Linked DNA regions of Sus scrofa: region 2 is linked to region 1. Evidence: chromatin contacts called from public Hi-C data. All regions are on one chromosome and are shown on one strand. The core of a region is the stretch at or near the end of the contact, and the rest is flanking DNA. Distances in the headings are between cores, read along the strand shown. Region 1 overlaps ALOX5 (arachidonate 5-lipoxygenase). Region 2 overlaps TMEM72 (transmembrane protein 72).

Region 1 (3,405 bases), core at 393-2,892:
CTGTGGGGTCCAGCTAGGCTCCACTTTGGCCGCTTGTCCAGCTTCCGTCTCTCTGAGATACCCAGTGCCAGGCTCTCCGCAGAGGTGAGCCGGCCCGGTGGTGGCTCCTGGCATTGTTCTGACAGTTTGCAGAGGACCAAGGGAGATGAGGAAAGGCAACGTAGGTTTTTGTGAGAAAGAGTCGAGTTGTCTGTTATCCTTACTCTCCTGCTTTACTCTTGATGCAGTGGTGGCGAGAGTAGAATGTAGTTCTTTGCAGGGGTGCTTTTTGTTGATTGGTTGGTTCATACCAGCAAAAACCTGGCAACACAAATGTCCCTCCAGATTTTCTTGCAAAAAAACTTTTCTGATCCATTAAAACCTAGTCATCTGGAAAATGTGGTCTGGGCTCTTTCTCCACCATAGGAGGCATATGGTCTCCCAAGGGCTGTGTGAGTGTCCCAGTCACAGCCCCTGGGGATGCCCACAGCCTTTATCAGATTTTCCAGGTGGTCTGTGTTTCTTCTCCACACTCAACACTAGGAACAGCTACTGTAGTCTGACCCCTGTGGATGGTGGGGAAACTGAGACCCAGGGAGGGCGCTGCTTTGTGTTGCGAGACCCCTCTGACTCAGGGCTCTCCTCCCAACCCACTCTCAAGAGATCTCAGCCAGTTTCTGGAGTATCTAGGAGGAAATGCAGCCAATTTCTAATTCTCCCACACACTCTGATTCTGCCCTGCTGAGAGAGGCCCAGACCCAGGCCCAAGAGATGGGGTTGGGCTCGGGGCTCATCCCACCATTTAAGATAAAGGAGGCAAGGAAGGACATGTGTTGAATTAGCAGCTACCTGCCCAACTTCTGTCTGTTGGAGTCCTGCCCCGCAGAGGCCTGCTGGTATAAGCCGGGCCCCTTCAAAGGCGCTTGAGGTTGACTGTTAAAATGCTGGAGATGATGGGAGTTCCTGTTGTGGCTCAGCAGAAATGAATCCTAATAGTATCCATGAAGATGTGGTCTTGATCCCTGGCTTCGCTCAGTGGGTTGGGGATCTGGTGTTGCCATGAGTTCTGGTGTAGGTCGCAGACGCAGCTCGGATCTCATGTTTCTATGGCTGCGGTGTAGGCCAGCAGCTGTAGCTCTGATTTGACCCCTAGTCTGGGAACTTCCATATGCAGTGGGTGTGGCCCTAAAAAAAGCAAAAACAAAAACAAAAACAAACAAACAAAAAAGTGCTGGAGATGAAAGGTACTCGGGTGCTGGATCATCTAGACGCATTGCAGAAGAGCACCGGCTTGGCTTGGAAGGCCCAGCTCCCCTCCAGCCAATGGCTCCCAAGGATTCCTCTCTTGGCTGAGCTTCAGTCCCCTCATCTGTGGACTGGGGCTGAATCTCCCTGTCTCACCCTTGCGAGGAGAGCTTTAGAGATCAAGGCAGTGCTGACAAGTCACTCTACTTCCCTTTTTAAACTAAAAAAGATTTTTTAGTGCAGCATATGTAAGTTCCTGGGCTGGGGGCTAATTGGAGCTGCAGCTGCCAGCCCACGCCACACTTGTGGCAACACTGGATCCTTAACTCACTGATTGAGGCTAGGAATTGAACCCACATCCTCATGGACACTATGTCCGGTTCTTAACCCGATGAGCCACAACAGGAACTCCTGCACTTCCCTTTTTAAAGGATCCACCCAACGCTCCTTCCTCCAGGCTGTGCAGCTGCTCGAGGAGGTAGGAGGGTACTGAGGGCTCAGGGGCAGGGGCCTGGCCTGGCTTGTCCCAAGGACTCACTCACTGCTCCTCACCACTGGGGGCATCAGGCTGATGGGAAGTTGGCCCCGGGGCTAAAATGGAGATGACCAGATGACTGGGGTGGCTGGGCTACCATAGCACCCTGCTGACCCAATTCTGAAGCCAAGGGCTGGGGATGTGGGTTGGGTATGTGTGTAGCAGGAGACACGATCACCATCCCCAAGCTTGGGGCTGGCTCTGCTTTTTGGGCCTGAGGAAAGAAAACGCTTTTTTTTTTTTTTTAAAGTCACCTTGGATCCTGTGCCATAGGAGAAAATGGTCCCCGGCTCCCAAGACAATGCCAGGAATCTGTCCGTGAGGAGCCCGGCCAGGAAGAAAATGAGGGAGCAGAGGGCTGGTACCTTATGCCAGCCCTAGGCCACCACTAGGGCACAGAAATAAGTAAGGTGGGTTCCTTGTCTGCCAGGGGCTCTGGATCCCTGGGAGAGACCACAGGGGAGGATAAAGGCGGTTTGGACACAGGCCTGGAGCGGAGAGGAGCTCGTCTGGGTGATTAAGGATGGCACGTGGGATGTGTTCTGAAGGAAAAATAGGAACTTTCTGGGCAAAGAAGAGGGAAAAGCCCCCTTTATCCAGACTAGCAGTCTGGGGAGGCTTTTGCCTAGATGGGATCATAAGGATATGGCTTTGTGTGTGTGTGTGTGTTGCGGGGGTTGTGAGCTGTTTGCATTGACTGGAATGTAGTGTGTAGAAGGAAACCTGTTTTAAAAGAACTCCTTTATTTAATTAAATTAATGAATTTATTTTTTATGGCTGCACCTGCGGCACATGGAAGTTCTTGGGCCAGGGACTGAATCTGAGGTACAGCTGTGACTTACATGGCAGCTGTGGCAACACCAGATCCTTTACTCCACTGCGCCAGGCCGAGGATCTAACCAGCGCCTCATCAGTGACCTGAGCAGCTGCAGTCAGATTCTTAACCGACAGAGGGAACTCCTTGATTCCTTTATTTTTATGGCAACCAATTCTTAATTCATTCAACAAGAATTTATTTGGGCACCTACTATATGCAAGAAATTGGACTGAACATAAATAGGACAGAAAATAATCATCCCGTTTACAGCAAGAACAAACGTCTATCAGTTATGCTGATCTGCTCTTGCTACCTGTGGAAGCGCTGAGCTGGGTGTTGGGCTGGAGCCACATAGTCCTGCTCTGTGTAGGAAAGGCCCCTGCAGTGTTTACACACATTGATCAAAGTATGGGATTCGCTAAAGATGGAGGAACAAACAGGGAAATACACCAAAGCTTAGCTCTAGCATGGTCCAACCTGGGAAGCCTTTGGTTTGAAGCCAGTAGCCCTGGGCCTGCAGGCGGAATCCCCAGGAATCCTAAGGTCTTTCCCGCCCACCTGGAGAGCTGAAGTCAGGGTGCTCAGAGCAGCCTCCAACAGCGGGCTGCCCTGGATTGAGACTGGCTCAGGCGGCCACTCAGATGGCCACGCTGTTGGGAATCCGGTCTGGGGACAAGTAGTAGTATGGCAGCTTCTTGTCCTTGTTGCGCTCGGCGATCACGCTGACGATGGCGTCGAGGTTCTTACGGAATCGGGCCATGGCCTCCTTTACAGGCTTCTCGGTGAAATGCTCCTCTGGGTACATGCCCAGGAACAGCTGAGGACCCAG
Region 2 (3,083 bases), core at 579-3,078, 300 kb after region 1:
TGGGCTTCCTTCCAGTCCCAGGAGTGGGGGAATCCTCCTTTATTGCGCCCTGCCCAATAAACATGGAAGAAGTGGCAAATCTCTTTGGGCACAGTGTTGGCTCCCCTCCTGGACCCTCACGAAGCAGCCTCCAGGTCAGAGGCTCCTCTCTCTCCTTCAGGGAGCCCCTCTCTGTGCAAGGAAAGGGGTGAACTTGGCTGTCCTGCCCGCCAGGGCCAGAGACTCCTAACACATCTCACGCTGTATATAGAGTGGGAGGTGGTGGCTCACACTGGCCTTGGCAGTGCTGAGTCCTGCTCAGGAGTCCACTGGCAGCTGCACAGAATGGTCCTGAAGGGCTGGGAGGGGTACCTTAAGAGAAATGGCTAGAAGGAAGAGGAGGCTCTGCCTTTCAACCTCATCTCCATGGGCAGTAGGCTTCCTGGCCTTTTACATGGGTCGTGGGGAGGGGTGCAGTTTTCACAGCTGGGGGGGGGGAAGGAAGAGAAGGGTCCCACTGGCAAAGGTCATTGTTAAAACTCAGGAGGTGGAAGCATCAAGTTCTGGCTTCTGAGATCAGAATCTGGGCTGACTGGCAGGGTCAGTGGAGTGAGAGAGGAGGGTGGGGTTGCCAGGGAGCCCATCTTGGTGTGCCATTCACACCAGGCTGAGGAGTTTGGACCTGAATGGGTAGGAGCTGAGGAGGCACAAAAGGGTCTGGATGGAGAAGTGACCATCTCAGCCCCTCTAAAAGCTCAGCCCACATGCAAGCATTGGAGAAAAAGTCATTTTCCTTTTGTGGGTACAGCCTCTGGACACCTATGTGAAAGACGTGTTTTGGGGACTTTCCTGCCACATGATGAGTTCTTCATCGCTACGGTCAATGCCAGAGAAGGCAGTGGGACCATTGATGCCCTGGAGCCAGTGTCACTGCAGACTCATGAGAGGGGGATTCAGCCCCCCCTGCTCAGAGCTTACCTGCAGGGGGTGCTGCTTGCCCCCACCCCATACCTCCTGGAACTCTTACCTGGGATGGTCACATGCCAGACCAGGACAGGGTGGAGAAAGCAGGCCACGGACAGCAGCATGTAGGCCAGAAACCTCTGGAAGCAGCCCAGCCAGTGAGCCTTCTCCTTTGCTCTGTAGGCCAAGGACCCTGGCTGACACCTGAGGAGAGGAAGTCCAGGATTGGCAGGAAGTAGGAACATTTGGATAAGTCCCAGCAATCTATAAAACCATTGGAGTCTGGGATTGGGTTTATTGGGGCCATAGTCTCTCCCCCCTGCCCCTAGGGGCTAAAGTCCTTACTATGGGTTCCACAGTTAAGGGCCTTGCCTGAGGCCTCTCCTGAGGGTCTCCTGTACATTTTCTGAAAGGCTGCTCAGCTCTGTCTTTCTGGTCTAGAGCAGAGGGAGGTAAATGCTCTTAAGTCACTGCAGAGGCAGTGGGAAGGAGACTAGGACACTCAGGGTACACTGGGAAGTCCACAGGGCAGTAGAGAAGGCTGGATAGTTGTGAGGGTTATACACTGCAAAAAGGACCTGACCACATGGTTGAGAGGTCTTGAATCCAGCTGCACTCTGATCAAAGGTGCCTTGCTTAGGCATAAGGTGGCATCTGCCCAGAGGGGCTTCTCTGTTAACCGGACACAGGGACCACACATGGGCCTGACAGAGGCTTGATACTGAGCTGGTTTCCTCAGGGAGCTGCCTCCAGGATGCAGAGGAGGAAAGTGTTTGCCTTTAGATTCATCTCCTTCATCCTCTGAAGTGGCCTAGAATGGGGTTCTGCATACTGCATCCTTCCCCAGGCTGGCTTTGCAGTAGCATAGCCCTCCTCCAGTGTTCAGCTGCTGTGGCTCATTGCTGCCCCCCAGTGGTCATTATTTTGTGACAAGCCCCTGGCTGGGAGTGGAGGGAGAGGGTAAAAAGCCCATGTAGGCCCTAGGGCTCCTCCTTCCTCTGCTCCTGAGAGGTTGCTAGAGTCTGGTGGAAGCCTTCTGCCTCAGGGTTGGTAGCCCTTGGAGGCAGCCAGTGGCCTTGCAAGATGCTAGGACAGCTGGGTTTAAAGCTTGCCTCTTTTGCTGACCATGTGAGACCCAACCATCCAGGTCCTGAGAACTGTGGTCCAGGGCCAGCCTTCGGCCACCTTGATGATAGCTTCCATGAATTGAGCATGACTGGGTAGAGGTAGAGGCCTCAGGGCCCATGTAGCCTCCCAAGACTCTGCAAGCTCTGCCCTCCTGCCCCAAAAATGGGCAGGGGTGGAGTGGGGTGGGAGCTGTGACCCTGGCTTGTCCCTGGGTCCCAGCAGAAGGCAGAATCAGTTCTCAAGGCCAGCTCTGTGTGCTTCAAGCTGGCCTCCCGCTGGGTCCCCACCTCCTGGTGGATGACTCAGATGGCGGGTTGAGTGACTGGCTGTTTATGGAAGGTGGGGATGGGCACTGCAGGGGGATTCTGGGTGGGGTCAGGTCCTAAATGGATGTGTTCATCCTCTCCCTGGTTTGGAGAAGGGAACTGGGGACATTGAGCCCCACAGGCCTGAGCCCACATCCAGGCTGGGGCTCTACACAGGCTCATGGCTGCTTTGGGAACAGAACATCTCCTCGGCTGTGGCCTCAGAGTGGAGGCATCTGGGAGTGCTTGGAGCTGGGGGTAGTGGTGGGATCACTCTGGAGGCTACTTACTGGAAGCAGATGGCCAGCAGCTGAGCCACAAAGTAGGCCCCTTCGATCACAGAGACGGCGGCTCCTATAAACCTATGGTGGAGACAGGTGAGGGAGGTGACACCCACTGACCCTCCCTTTGCTTTCCTTTGAGTGTCTTCTCACAGCACCTTGGCCTCCTGGGCATCTGTGCATAGCCGAACTACAGACCAGGAGTTTCTTTATCTAATCCTGTCTCTTGTCCAACATCCTCCAAGAGCTGCCTGGATTCCAGGGCCTGCACTGGGTGGGGCCAGGACTCGGTAGTGAGGATAGGGGTGGTGGCCGGGGCCCAGAGGTGGGCAAGGGAGCTGCAGACCAGCAGAGGAGACTGCCTTGATCCTAGCACCCCTGCATGGACACTGGCAGCCACATCCTTCTACTTACTGCCTGGTTGTCT

What was found. Hi-C and Micro-C count contacts between places; a contact is called where the count stands out from the background.
Region 2: a Hi-C map of alveolar macrophages shows a contact between it and region 1, with 3 times the contacts expected there. The contact joins two enhancer-like sites. A contact is called at or near these places in 9 of 47 Hi-C or Micro-C datasets (alveolar macrophages, embryonic fibroblasts, epiblast stem cells and 5 more) and 2 of 2 datasets of contacts at active chromatin or transcription factors (alveolar macrophages and skeletal muscle).

The regions. Positions count from the first base shown.
Region 1 is chr14:90,856,494-90,859,898 of Sscrofa11.1, forward strand. ALOX5 (arachidonate 5-lipoxygenase) reads right to left here. Exons shown (of 15, transcript XM_021072736.1): 15 at 2,716-3,393. The coding sequence ends at 3,214. Among named protein-coding and RNA genes, the nearest start is that of ALOX5, 49 kb to the right of the region's middle. Within about 2 kb of position 1,643, at least 3 of the 83 cell types and tissues checked have an H3K27ac peak or open chromatin away from gene starts, as enhancers often do. A contact at or near this core is called in alveolar macrophages, where this site is marked.
Region 2 is chr14:91,151,378-91,154,460 of Sscrofa11.1, forward strand. It overlaps TMEM72 (transmembrane protein 72), which reads right to left. Exons shown (of 4, transcript XM_021072810.1): 3 at 1,007-1,146. Among named protein-coding and RNA genes, the nearest start is that of RASSF4, 14 kb to the left of the region's middle. Within about 2 kb of position 1,829, at least 10 of the 83 cell types and tissues checked have an H3K27ac peak or open chromatin away from gene starts, as enhancers often do. A contact at or near this core is called in alveolar macrophages, where this site is marked.